Regions from separate parts of the Ovis aries genome. Here region 2 is linked to region 1. Evidence: chromatin contacts called from public Hi-C data. All regions are on one chromosome and are shown on one strand. The core of a region is the stretch at or near the end of the contact, and the rest is flanking DNA. Distances in the headings are between cores, read along the strand shown.

Region 1 (6,523 bases), core at 1,071-3,570:
GTCCAAGCAGTCATAAGCCTATCCAAACTCAAGGCTGGGGTGGATAGAGTTAGAGCCCAGGTTTTGATGGGGGAGCATCAAGAACACATAGTGGAAAAACACGTCTGAAGGAAGATATTGTTGCAGTCATTTCTGAAAAATACAGCCTGTCCTGAAAGTGAAAGTGAAAGTGAAGTCGCTCAGTCGTGTCCGACCCTCAGCGTCCCCATGGACTGCAGCCTACCAGGCTCCTCTGTCCATGGGATTTTCCAGGCAGGAGTACTGGAGTAGGGTGCCATTTCCTTCTCCAGGGGATCTTCCTGACCCAGGGATCGAACCCAGGTCTCCTGCATTGTAGGCAGACGCTTTAACCTCTGAGCCACCAGGGAAGTTGGGCCAAGAGCAGGGCACTTCCCTGGTGATCCAGCAGCTAAGACTCTGTCCTCCCAATGCAGGAAGCCTGGGTTCAATCCCTGGTCAGGGAACTTGATCCCACATTCTGCAACTAAGTGTTCGAATGCAACTAAAGATCCCACATGTCACAACTAGGACCAGGCACAGCCAAATAAGTAAATAAATATAAATAAAAGCTTTTTTTTTTTTAATAAAATGGACCAAAAGCAAAGAAGCTACAGAGGAATCGGTTTAGAGAAACAGTCCTGGAAGAGATGAACACATACTCAGCCTACCCTAGGGATTCGCATTTCACACCTGAGAGGATCCCTCCCCAGGCTGGGCAAGTTCCAAGGGGGTCCCGCTGAGTGTACAGAGTTCCTGGTGTCTAGTTGTAGTTCTGCCAGTCCCTAACTGAGTGTGATTTCATGGTAGTAAGGTTTTCATTGCTGAATTTCCTCACCTTTAAAATAGAGGGGGAGTTCCCTGTTGGCCTAGTTAGGATTCGGGGCTTTCACTCCTGCAGCCAGGGTTCAATCCCTGGTCAGGGAACTGAGATGCTGCAAGGCACATGGTGCAACCAAAATATTGGAAAAAATTAAATGGAGGTAATTTTTCATCAATATTGTTGCAAAACCAAGCAAACTATTGTATGTGAGGAAAATGTGTTACAAACTGCCCACAAATTGATCCCATATGTGGACAGCCCATTCTGACAATAAAACTGGGGCAGAGCATATGCTGCGGGTTTTCTTTGCCCCCACTCTCTCCATAGCAACCACCCTCCTGTTTTGCTTGCCAGTCTCAGATGTAGGGGAGAGAGATGAAAACTCAGAGGGCAAGTGACAAGACAGTCACACAGCCAAGAAAATGAGCTCTTGAAAATATCTAACTACCTGATGACCTGTCCTGCCAGTTTTTCCCAGCACAAACAGCCTCGTTTCTGCTCCTCACCCTGAACTAGTTTCACAGTGTATTGAAGGTCAGCAGCTACAGAAGCCCATCATGATTTAATTCTTGTAGAGGTAGATAGCAAGTGTCCATAGTGTGTGAAAGTGTTAGTTGGTCAGTCATATCTGACTCTGCAACCCCATGGACTGTAGCCCACCAGGCTCTTCTGTCCATGGGATTCTCCAGGCAAGAATACTGGAGTGGATTGCCATTTCCTCCTCCAGGGGATCTTTCCAACCCAGGGATCAGACCCAGGTCTTTCGCGCTGCAGGCAGATTCTTTATTATCTGAGCCACCAGGGAAGCAAGTGCCCATGATAAGTGCCAATTTGTAGTTGACAGTATCCTAGCTACTTGCTACCTGTGTGGCCTTGGGAAAGATAATATTCCCCCTAAGATCTCCCACAAAGTGTTAAGAAGTTACCAAGTTTACATAAGGCACTTAAAATGGTGCCTCCTGTATATATCAAGCACTTTGTGTTTGCTGCTGCTACAACCACTACCTTGTATTTAGTATATAAGCAACATGCAAGAATGTAATGAAATGTAATGGCTGAACTATCTCCTCGAAATGGTAATTCATTTCGGAGAATTCCCTGGTCATCCAGTGTAAGGCTGGGGCTTTCACTGCTCTGCCGAGCTTGGGGAACCAAGATCCCACAAGCCCTACCGCCCAGCCAGAGAAGGGAAAAAAAAGTTCATTTTGGAGAAAGGTTTTAAAAACAAACCTAAAACTCTACCATTGTCAGCTCTAAGAATATGGAGGCAAAATAAATGTTGGTGTAAATTTGGCTCTGACCTTTACCGTTCCAATTTCATTTATTTATTCATTACTCCCACGAAGCCCGCAGACATGGTCACGGATGTCTTGTAAAACCCATTCACAAGACCGTACACAGCAGTCTAGCCCTGGTGGACTCCTAACCCTCCTAACCCCGCTGCCTCGGATACCAAATCTTTCCCCACCCCTTTCCCGTTCGCCGCTTTCGAATGACGTCAGAAGCGGGCGCCGACCCCTAAGGAACAGGTGGCCGCCGGCGCCTGCGCTCTGTCCCAAGCTGCGGCCGGGAGCCTTTCACCGAGCGTGCTGGCCGAAGGGCGGTGGGGGTTTCCAGACCCACCGAGGCCAAGTCTGTAGCGTGAGGCCTCGAGCTGAAGACCATGAACCGCAGCCGCCAGGTGACGTGCGTGGCCTGGGTCCGCTGCGGCGTGGCCAAAGAGACGCCAGACAAGGTGAGGCCCGGTCGCTCCGAGGTATAGGGGGAGCGGCCTCTCTGCAGCATCCTGGGTCAGCGTCGCCTGGGAACCTGGACCCGGAACGCGCGGCCCCGGCGCCGCTGGCGGGGCTGACGGGGGGTGGGGCCGGCTGTGGCCTGTTTGTCGTGGTAGGGCCGTGGTTCCGAGGGTCTGGTACTCCTGGCCCAAGCGCCTCCTCGCCGTCCCTTACCCCCGAGCCCGACCCACCCCACCCTCGGCGATTCGCACGCCTGTGGACATCGTGGGCTGGAAGGAGGCGGGATGGTGCTTGCTGACAACGTCCAGCGAGACCTCTTGACGACGCCACATAGTTTGCCGTCACCCTAGCGCGTTTTCAGGCAAATCGGGAAAAGAGGGCACGTATGTGAAACTCCACTTTCCCCTCCTCCGCTCGGCGTTTAGAGGAATGAACTGGATGAAAACCGTGGTGTAGAAAAACTGGTGTGGAGACTACGGTGTCGTGAGCTCGAGAACTGAATTAGGAACTCTCGCAGTAGTGCAGATGAAATGTTGATGAGGCCGTGGGGGGCGGCGGGTAGAGGTAAACGGTGACACGTTATGAAGGGGAAAAGCCTACGGGAGAGACTGAGTCTGTAGCCGAGATTACCTACGTTATTCAACAGACATTTAACGAAGTGCTTTCTCTGTTCCCAGCGTTGTTCAGGGTCCTGGGATAGGCATGAACAAAACAGGAAAAGTCCCTGCCTTTATGGAGTTGACATGTGCATATATAATACTTTGTCAGTGATAAATGTTAATGAAAAAAACGGGCGGGGTAGTGTTTGTTTCAGGTTATTGAGCCAGTTCCACCAGGACATAGACTGTTTAATTCTCCAGTTTCGCCAGCATTTGGCACATGGTAGGCATTCATTGCGGCGCTAATGGTAAAAACCCACCTGCCAAAGCAGGAGACGTAAGAGAGGCGGGTTCTAGCCCTGGATGGGGAAGAATCCCCCTGGAGGGCATGGCAACCCACTCCAGTATTCTTGCCTAGAGAATCCCATGGACAGAGGAGCCTGGCAGAGGACAGTCCATCCGATTGCAGAGTTGGACACGACTGAACACGCATATAGAATAGGGACAGGAAATAATATATTAAAATTTATTGAAGAAAGCAAGAGTTGTTAAAAGGGCACCAGAGACTTGCAGATACTTGAGGACACTGATTTCCAAACATGTCCACACATTGAAACCACCTGGGGAGCTTCAAAAACTACCAGCTTCCAAGTATTGTGATTTATTTAGTTTGGAGTATAGTCTGAGATTTAAGAGTCTTTCAGGTGATTCTAATGTGAGACAGATTTGGGAACCGTTGCTTAAGAGTTTGTAGGAAGAAGAAATTGGATTTATTCTGCAAAGTCCCAGAAAGAAAAATTCAAACCAGTAAGAGAAATTAGAAATATAAGTATCTCCTAATTAAAATTTTAAGAACCTTTAGTTTTTGGAGTTATCCAATAGAATTTCTTTATTATTAAAGGCATTTTGGTACAGACTGGGTGATTGATTGGTTCATCATCTATCAAGAATGGATGGAACACAGTAATCAGGAGCTTACAGTTTGGCACTAAAGAGGATGACCAGTTTTGAACAGGATGTCCAAGTGGAGAGTCTTATAGACAGTCAGAAAAATGGACCTGCAGTGTACAGGGATAGAGAAAGGAAAGTTTGGAGTAGTCCATTCAGAGAGAACGAGCTTTGCAAGGTGGTGACAGCCCAGGGAGTGAGTACTTGGCAGTGACACCAGGGAACAGAGCAGGGCACGAAGGCAAGAGTGGTTTGTTCAGGAATATCCATGGGGCATTGGGGAGAAACGGCCAATGAGCGGAGGTAATCAGGAGAAAATGAGATGAGCTGTCATAGAAGGCAGCTTATACAAGTCCATCTTTTTTAAAAAAAAGTCTGGAGAGAACATGATTTTTTTTAACAGGGTGAGAAGGGATCTTAATTTATAAGGACATGTCAGAAGTCCATTTACATTAAATTTAGAGACTTTGGATTGATATTTGACTTTGGATGTCTCTTGCCTGATGTCTTTTATTATTATTATTATTATTTTTTTTTTTTTTACTTTACAATATTGTATTGGTTTTGCCATACATTAACATGAATCCACCACGGATGTACACATGTTCCCAATCCTGTACCCCCCTCCCACCTCCCTCCCCATATCATCTCTCTGGGTCATCCCAGTGCATCAGCCCCAAGCATCCTGTATCCTGCATCGAACTTAAAACCATGTTTTAGATTAGTTTGTAGTCTTTTTAATTCAGAGACTTTAAAATGGCTTCCTTAAATATATCATAATGAAATGCTTGCTCTCTTATAGGTAGAACTCAGTAAAGATGAAGTGAAACGTCTCATTGCTGAAGCAAAGGAAAAATTACAGTAAGTTTGGGGATGTTGATTCCTGTAGTCAAGTCTAGATGAACTGTAAATCCTAAATGATGATAACAGGGTGTTCTTATTATTGAACGGTGTCTTTTGGCTGATCTTTTTCTTTTTTCTCTGGCGTAGAGAAGAAGGTGGCAGTGATGAAGAGGAAACGGGCGATCCTTCAGAGGATGGCATGCAGAGTGCCCGAACCCAGGCCCGACCAAGGGAGCCCCTGGAGGATGGCGACCCAGAAGATGACAGGACGCTGGATGATGACGAGCTGGCCGAGTACAACTTAGATAAATATGACGAGGAAGGCGACCCAGGTTAGAATTTAGTCACTTATACTGGTTTTTAGTCCAAACTCAGTGCATTAGATCATGTTACTTGTTACAGGGTTCCAAAGCTTTACCCTGAAATCCCGTTGTCCTTATGTCAGTCAGATAATCTGGGTCAAGGCTCAAGGCAGACAGCATGTTTCCTAAACTGGTTTAAAAAAATCAGTTCAACCCGCTTATCTAAAACCTAAAATACAAAACAAAAAAAATTAGTTTTGTATATTTTATTGCAAGTAGTGGTTCATCTGTAATTCGTTTTTCTTTATCTGCAATAATGAGAGAGAAATTATTACCTCCATTTTACAGGAAAAAATACAGGCTTACAGAGATGAAATAACTTTACCAGTGTCACACAGCTGGTGAATAATAGAGCTGGATACTTTTTTTTCCACTGGACTCTGGGTTGCTTCCCTCCTGATAGGACAGAGCACCACTGAAGTACAGAGAAGGAAGAGCGAATCGGCCCAGAGAAAAGCCATGCAGACACTGCTTCCTAGTATGCTCCCACCCTGCCGAGTATGGGCTCTGTCGGCCTTTGTCCCATAGACATTCCCATCTGTTACCTGTCAGATGTTCAGGACCTAAGAGCCCTGCCCCCTTAAAGTAGCTTTTCCCGGAAATTGAGAGTATCCTCCTTCTCCTGAGTTTTATGTTACTCGGGGACTACTCCGTCACCTTTGTAGACATGCCATGAAAGAATGTCACTTTGAGGTAAATTTGGTGTAAAGGGTAGTATCTCCTTTTTCAGATTCACTGGGCAAGTTGGCCTGTCAGCAATTACGAGATATCTTGCAATAAAGAAACCCACTTAACTTTATGAGGCTCATCAGTTTACAATTTTCTTTGACCAGGCAACACTTAATGTGTTGATACCAGTGTTTTAGGGACCTGTTTATTTCTAGGTCTGTGAGGCCGCCTCACTGTAGCACTTTTGAATAATGATTACAAGCTGCAAGCTAGAGGATCTGAGTAGAGTTCTGATATTTTCTAAAAGGGAGTTTCTTGGTTTGAGTTGATTCTTGTATTGGAAGAGTGTATATTTCAAGACTATTAGATGTGCATTCCAGGGCCAAAAGTAAATGGCTTTTAAATTCCTATTTATTATTATCTACTATTTCCTTTCCCAATTATAAATGATTCAGAGTTAGTTATGAAATAGACAGTAGTATCTAAGTTTAAAGACGGGATGTGTGTGTATTTTACTCACTCAGTTGTGTCCAGCTCTTCGCAACC
Region 2 (6,175 bases), core at 1,526-4,025, 170 kb after region 1:
TTTTTGTTACTATTTTCATTTTTACAGACAGTAACTTACCTAGGTTTCTCTAAAACTTAATGGGTTTATGCAATAGTAAGAGGCAGACTGTGGTATGTAGTCTCCAAAGACGGACAGCATATTAGCCTCACACTTCTTTCTTCAAGAACATTATTTCAGAGAGAAATAAACTTATGTCCTGCTTAGGTCACTACAATTTCAGACATCTGTTCAAGTAGCTGAAGCTGTACCCTGATTTGCTGTTGTTCAGTTGCTAAGTTGTGTCTGCCTCTTTGCAACCCTATGGACTGCAGCATTCCAGGCTTTCCTGTCCTTCACTATCTCCTGGAGTTTGCTCAAATTCATATTCACAGTCTCTAAACATAGCCATTTCTCAGGTTCTATAATTTCTACCTCTGACACATATTCCCAGACCATCCCACTGTTTCCATTCCCACTGTCATTCCAGAATGGGCTGGTCTAACCAGGCTGGTCTCTAATCCAGTGGTTTCCAAGGCAATTTTCCTCCTAGGGGATATTTGGCAGAGTTTGGAGACATCTTTGGTTCTCACAACTGAGGGAGCGGGGCTCTCTTGGCATTCTGCGGATAGGGATCAGGGATACTGCTAAATAGCAGCATCTACAAGGTACAAGATATCATAGTTCTGCACAACAAAGACTGTGAGGACCAAGTGGCAGCAGTGCAGAACTTGAGAAACCCTGATCTCGCCCATATTCTACCAGGGACAGATTCATATCTCAGATCTGACCCATCTGTCAACTCACGGCCTCCTGTCATCTTTTGAACTGCCTTCCTCTATTTGGGGAAATTAAACTATTCTAAGTCTTGTTTCCCCAGGGAAAGAGATCAGAGTCTAAATTCCAGTCTCTTCCGGCCAGGAGTTTCCCTCAGTTTTCAGGCCTCAGTTTCCCTTAAGCAGATGCATCCCAGATGCATTGAAGTTTCAATTTCAAAGTGAGTGAGGTGAGGATATAGGTTCATCTGGAAGTTTGGCATTTCGTTGGTGTAAAATCATGTGGCATTTGGAGGTGGCAGCCATTCCCCAGCAGTACCCGGCAGCAGTGACAGCAGCTTCCATCCAGGATGGGGTGGGGCGACTACCAGTCAAGATAGTTTCCTCATCAGGCCAGTTCTTCAGTGTGGTTCTGAGCATCCTCCTAGAAGCTTAACCTGGAGTCACTTCTTCAGGCCATCCCAGAATCCCAAAACTATCCATTATCCTTTTCATTTGCTGCTTTTCTGTTTGGTCAGAGTCAGCCTCTATTGCTCAGAGCTAAGAACTCTGATAGATGAAGCCTCCCTTGCTTAAAACTCTTCAGTGGCTTCCTACGCATTTTCTAGGATGTTTCCCAAATCCTTTGCTTAGCTTGAGGCTCTTCTTTATTTGGGATATACACACTCCGTCCACATTGAGCCACTGTGTCCATTCTGGCCACATCAAGCCACCCTGGTCCTGTCATCCTTCCTTTCTCAATTTCATATCGCTTGCCACTCAAGAACCTTCCTGGCCAACCACCCTTCCCTATGTATCCCAGTCCCCAGGACTGTTCTTATCTCCATCATAAACAAGACACTTTTTACGCTCTACCACAAAAGTCAATTCACTTCCCTGTAAGCTCTGCATGGGTAGGAACTTGTCTTCTCAGGACCAAGGATACTCTGGCACAAAAGAGGTGATCAGTATATATTTATCGAGTGAATGAAGGTCAGAATGTGGACAAGTGCTGCCACCTATTGGAAGAAACGTTATTCAACTCTTTTTTATGATTTGGAAAATGGCTATCTTAACAAGGATGAAAAGTGACAATACTCTTTTCCTCATTTAAGAGATCATCGTCATTATTGCCAAGCCCTCTGTGGTAGCTAGACTCCCAGATGGACCCCAGTGATCCCTGTCTGTTGGTATTCATGCCTTCGGGTTGATTCTCCCACACTGAAGTCTTGGTTGAACGAGTGAAGTGATGGTATGTGACTTCTGAGAAGAGATCATAAAAGACATTGGCGGCTTCTGCCTTGGTCTCTCTGAGATCACTGGCTCTGGGGGAAGTGAGGGACACTCTGACACCATGCCCCTGGGCACTCAAGCGGCCCCATGGGGAGGCCCATGGCGTGAAAAACTAAGGCCTCAACAGAAAAAACCAAGGTCAACAGTCATGCGATTGAGATCCTCCAGCCCGAGTCAAGATTTCAGATAACTGCAGGTCAAGGCTGCTTGACCTACATCTTGACTGTAATCTCACGAGAGACCAAGACAGAACCAAACAGCCAAGTCATGACCAAATTTTCGATCTACAGAACCTGCGTGAAAAATGTTTGTTGTCCTAAGCAGTTAAGCTTTGGGGTGATTATTAGGCAGCGACAGGTTGCCAATATACTCTCCGACGTAGATCACCGCCTACAATGTTTTGTTTTTAAATAAATATTTATTTGGCCACCCTGGGTCTGGGCCGCATGTGGAATCTAGTTCCCTTACCATGGATTGAACAGGGCCCCCCATTTTGGGAGCGCAGAGTCTCAGCCACTGGCCCACAGGAAGTCCCTACAAATTAAGTTTGCTGTAACCTGGAAACTATCAGAATTGCTGATGGGTGCGAATGGTGCTGGAGCCACGGAGGAAGTGGAGTAAGAACCAGGACACCTGGCCTTGCGGAGTGGCGAGTAGTCTGATCTGTAGCATCCCTTTCAGCGTTAACGTTCTCTAGGAAAGGCGGAGACAAGTGACACCGCTGCACAAGTGCCGCGACCCCGGCGCTCCGCGGCAGCTTCCACGCCTGCGCAGAACTCAAAGCGCGCTCTCAGGTGGCGCCGTTGCGCGCCGAGTCATCGATCGTGAGTTCCCTACCGGCCTGGGCCCTTGTCGGCCGCCCGCGGTCTGCTCGCCGGTGGGCTCCAGGGGGCGCCCTCAAGAGAAGGGGCGGAGCGCTCCTGTTGCAGAGACCAGCTCGGCGGGGTCCTCCGTCGGTTACACCTCAGTATCTCCATAGCTACAGTAGTGGCCGCTGTAGGCGGGAGCTCCCCGGCCGCTCCGTAGTTACCGTCGCCGCCTCGGTGGTCCGGGCCGCTGAGTCCTCTCGCGGCCGCCATGAAGCTGCGGGTCCGGCTTCAGAAGCGGACCTGGCCTCTGGATATGCCAGAAGCGGAGCCGACTCTGGGGCAGCTGCGCGCGCACCTGAGCCAGGCCCTGCTGCCCACCTGGGGGTACAGGTAGGCGCCGCGGAGAGGCGGGGTGGGGGTGGGGACGCGGCGGGGCGGGGAGGAGCGCCCAGGGGCGCGGGCCCGCGCCGGGCGGTCACGTGAGGCGGGGCGGCCGGCGGGCGGGGCCCGCACCGCGGGACTGTGACGCGGGCCAGGCGGGGAGCGGGAACGAGGGCTGCAGCTCGCGGGGTCCCGGCTCCCGGAGGTCATGGCCCGGCGTCCCGAGGGCTCCGAGCTCATCCAGGGTGAGCCTTCGCTTCCGTGTTTGCAGTAAACGAACCCAGGGAGAGGCTAAGATGCAAAATTCCCGAGTCTTTTGAGATGTGAGCTGGGAAATTACGGGGTTGGCTTAAGTTAAACCTCTTCAGACTCCCAGGGATTTAAGTTCACCATCTCCAGCTGTCGGAATAGTTCAGTGAAAAAGTTTGTAAAGTGTTAGGAGTTACGAGGCCACCTGTAGCCTGTACCGCTGCTTTCGGACTACCAGCCTGCAGTCCGCTTAAAACTCTAAGTGTTTACCTGCCGCGTGCCGCTGTGGGCACTTTGACTTCCCCGCTGGAAAGTTTTGCGAAGTGCAGCATGTCGGTCTGTTTCAAATAATATTATTTTCCTGGCCAAGATGTTGCTTTTTTTTTTTTTTTTTTTGTAACGCAAACTATGGTAAACGTTGGCCTTATGATGACCCTGGAGAGCTTGCAGTTTGGGGACAGTGACGTTGAGAAATAATGGATCAAATTCTGTATTTATGGGGTTGCAGATGAGGCTGTTCTGGGTATCCTGGAGACCATAACCTGGGAGTAGAGGGACAAAAGTGAGGGTGGTCCTCTTCGAATCCTGAGCTAGCGAATTTGGAGTTTGAGTGTGCCGAGAAAAAGTACAAAAGGTGTTCACTGGGGCTTTTTAGGTGAATTCTTCAAAAGAAAACCTGTTAACTGACTCCTTTCGTAAGACTTTTATAAACTTACATTTTATTTTTAGGAAATTCAGTAAAATGAGGTTTTATTATGAACCTCTCACCCTTTCAGTTTTCAGTTTAGGACGTTACATTCATAGTAAGCCTTTTTTTCCCCTCCAAATTAAAAACATAAATACAGAAAATGAGATACTGGCAAAATTCTTTTTAAGTGTTATAGTAATTGACACGTCTATTGTTTTTTCTTGATGTTAAGCCTAAGTGTTTTGCATACTGGTATCATTACCCCGCCACAAATTATCAAAATTAACTTCTGTTTTAAAAATAGCTTGTATATATGTAGACATATCATTTTTTAATTAGGTGGGACAATCTGGAAAGGATGTGAAACCCAATCTGACTAGCTTTGTTTACTCAAGAGCCCAAGTTAGTTTCTCTTTCAGGTTTGTTTTTACAGTTGAGGCTGGTTAACCGGAAGAAATGTAAGCTTCAGCTTGTGAAAGTGAATTCATTATTCTCACAGTATGTTCATTTTATAATAAATGGGCAGTTTAAAAATGTGTCCATAAGACCTTATTACTTTTAAAGTGTCCTTGCTGAGCAAGTTGGTCTGAGATTGCCATAAAATAATTCTCAAAGGCCTGGAGTTTCTAGGATGGCATTTCCTGATGAAGTAGGTCTTTTTACTAAAGGGGAGGGGAGGCCGACATTTTATTAAGCTGACAATTCTTTACCTTTTTTACAAATCAATATTTGAACGAAAATTGTGCTCGATAATCATTTTAAAAAACCAACCTTATGCTCTGACAAATCATCCATAAACACAATTCATTTGAGGTTTTTTTCTTTTTTTCTTGCTAAAAATGGGATGTTGTTTTCCTGGGCAGTTGGCTGATTTTCAGCATTTATCAAAACATTTGAAAGCAGAGGCATAGCTACTTGTTTTCTCATAAGCAGGAGTTGTTTCTAAAGCTTCAGTAATTTCTGTACCAAAGACTCTTTAATTGGTAAGAAAATATGTATTTACACTTGAAAGAAAAACATAAATGAATTACTCGGAGCACTTTTGACAATGAAGCATTGTAAAAATAAATAAACAGAACACAGTTTTCAAAGGACTTCATCCTTTGTTAACCTCTCAAAAAGTTAATGAAGTTAGCATTGCTGAGTACAAATGTCTTATGAAATGTTCTGTAGTGGTTTGTTAATTATTCCTCACCAGTGTGTAATGAAATGATTATTCTCTGAAGGTCAGATAATCTGTGATGCAGAAAGGATGGGAGTTCATTACTTCAGTCTAATTTGAACTCTTAGCTTGCTTAGCACTGGGTTTTTGGATTTGTGTAGTCTTCCACATATTAGGGACTTCCCTGGTGGCTCAGACTGTAAAGCGTCTGCCTGCAATGTGGGGAGACCTGGGTTTGATCCCTGGGTCGGGAAGATCCCTGGAGAAGGAAATAGCAACCCACTCTAGTATTCTACCTGGAAAATCCCATGGACGGAGGACCCTGGTGGGCTACAGTCCATGCAGTCGCAAAGAGTCGGACATGACTGAGCGAGTTCACTTTTTCCACATAAGACTTTAAGTAAGACCTCAGTGAGAAGGGTGAACCTCTTACTGAGTTAAGAGGGGTGAATTTATACTCAGTCATCTATGTGCACTCATCTAACTTTTTGTGATTATGAATATTCATTAGGATATGGGTCTAGTATTTTGGAACCTTTATAAGCTAACTGGAGAAGGCAATGGCACCCCACTCCAGTACTCTTGCCTGGAAAATCCCATGGACGGAGGAGCCTGGTAGGCTGCGGTCCATGGGGTTGCTAACAGTCTGGCACGACTGAGTGACTTCACTTTTGCTTTTCACTTTCATGCACTGGAGAAGGAAATGGCAACCCACTCCAGTGTTCTTGCCTGAAGAATCCCAGGGACGGGGGAGCCTGGTGGGCTGCCGTCTCTGGGGTCACACAGAGTCGGACACGACTGAAGCAACTTAGCAGCATAAGCTAACTATCGTGGAAGGATATTGGATAGTTAGCCCTGATTTCAGCCTCATCTTGATCTT

The links. A called contact is a pair of places that touch in the nucleus more often than the background predicts.
Region 2: a contact with region 1 is called in a Hi-C map of liver, with 4 times the contacts expected there. The contact joins the promoter of BPIFC here to the promoter of PWP1 in region 1. A contact is called at or near these places in 14 of 16 Hi-C or Micro-C datasets (blood, hypothalamus, liver and 7 more).

What each region holds. Positions count from the first base shown.
Region 1 is chr3:176,525,747-176,532,269 of ARS-UI_Ramb_v3.0, forward strand. It overlaps PWP1 (PWP1 homolog, endonuclein), which reads left to right and starts at 2,321. Exons shown (of 13, transcript XM_060413166.1): 1 at 2,321-2,555; 2 at 4,906-4,964; 3 at 5,094-5,278. The coding sequence starts at 2,484.
Region 2 is chr3:176,695,606-176,701,780 of ARS-UI_Ramb_v3.0, forward strand. BPIFC (BPI fold containing family C) reads right to left here and starts at 2,776. Exons shown (of 18, transcript XM_027965837.3): 1 at 2,475-2,776. FBXO7 (F-box protein 7) reads left to right here and starts at 2,982. Exons shown (of 9, transcript XM_004006708.6): 1 at 2,982-3,205. The coding sequence starts at 3,084.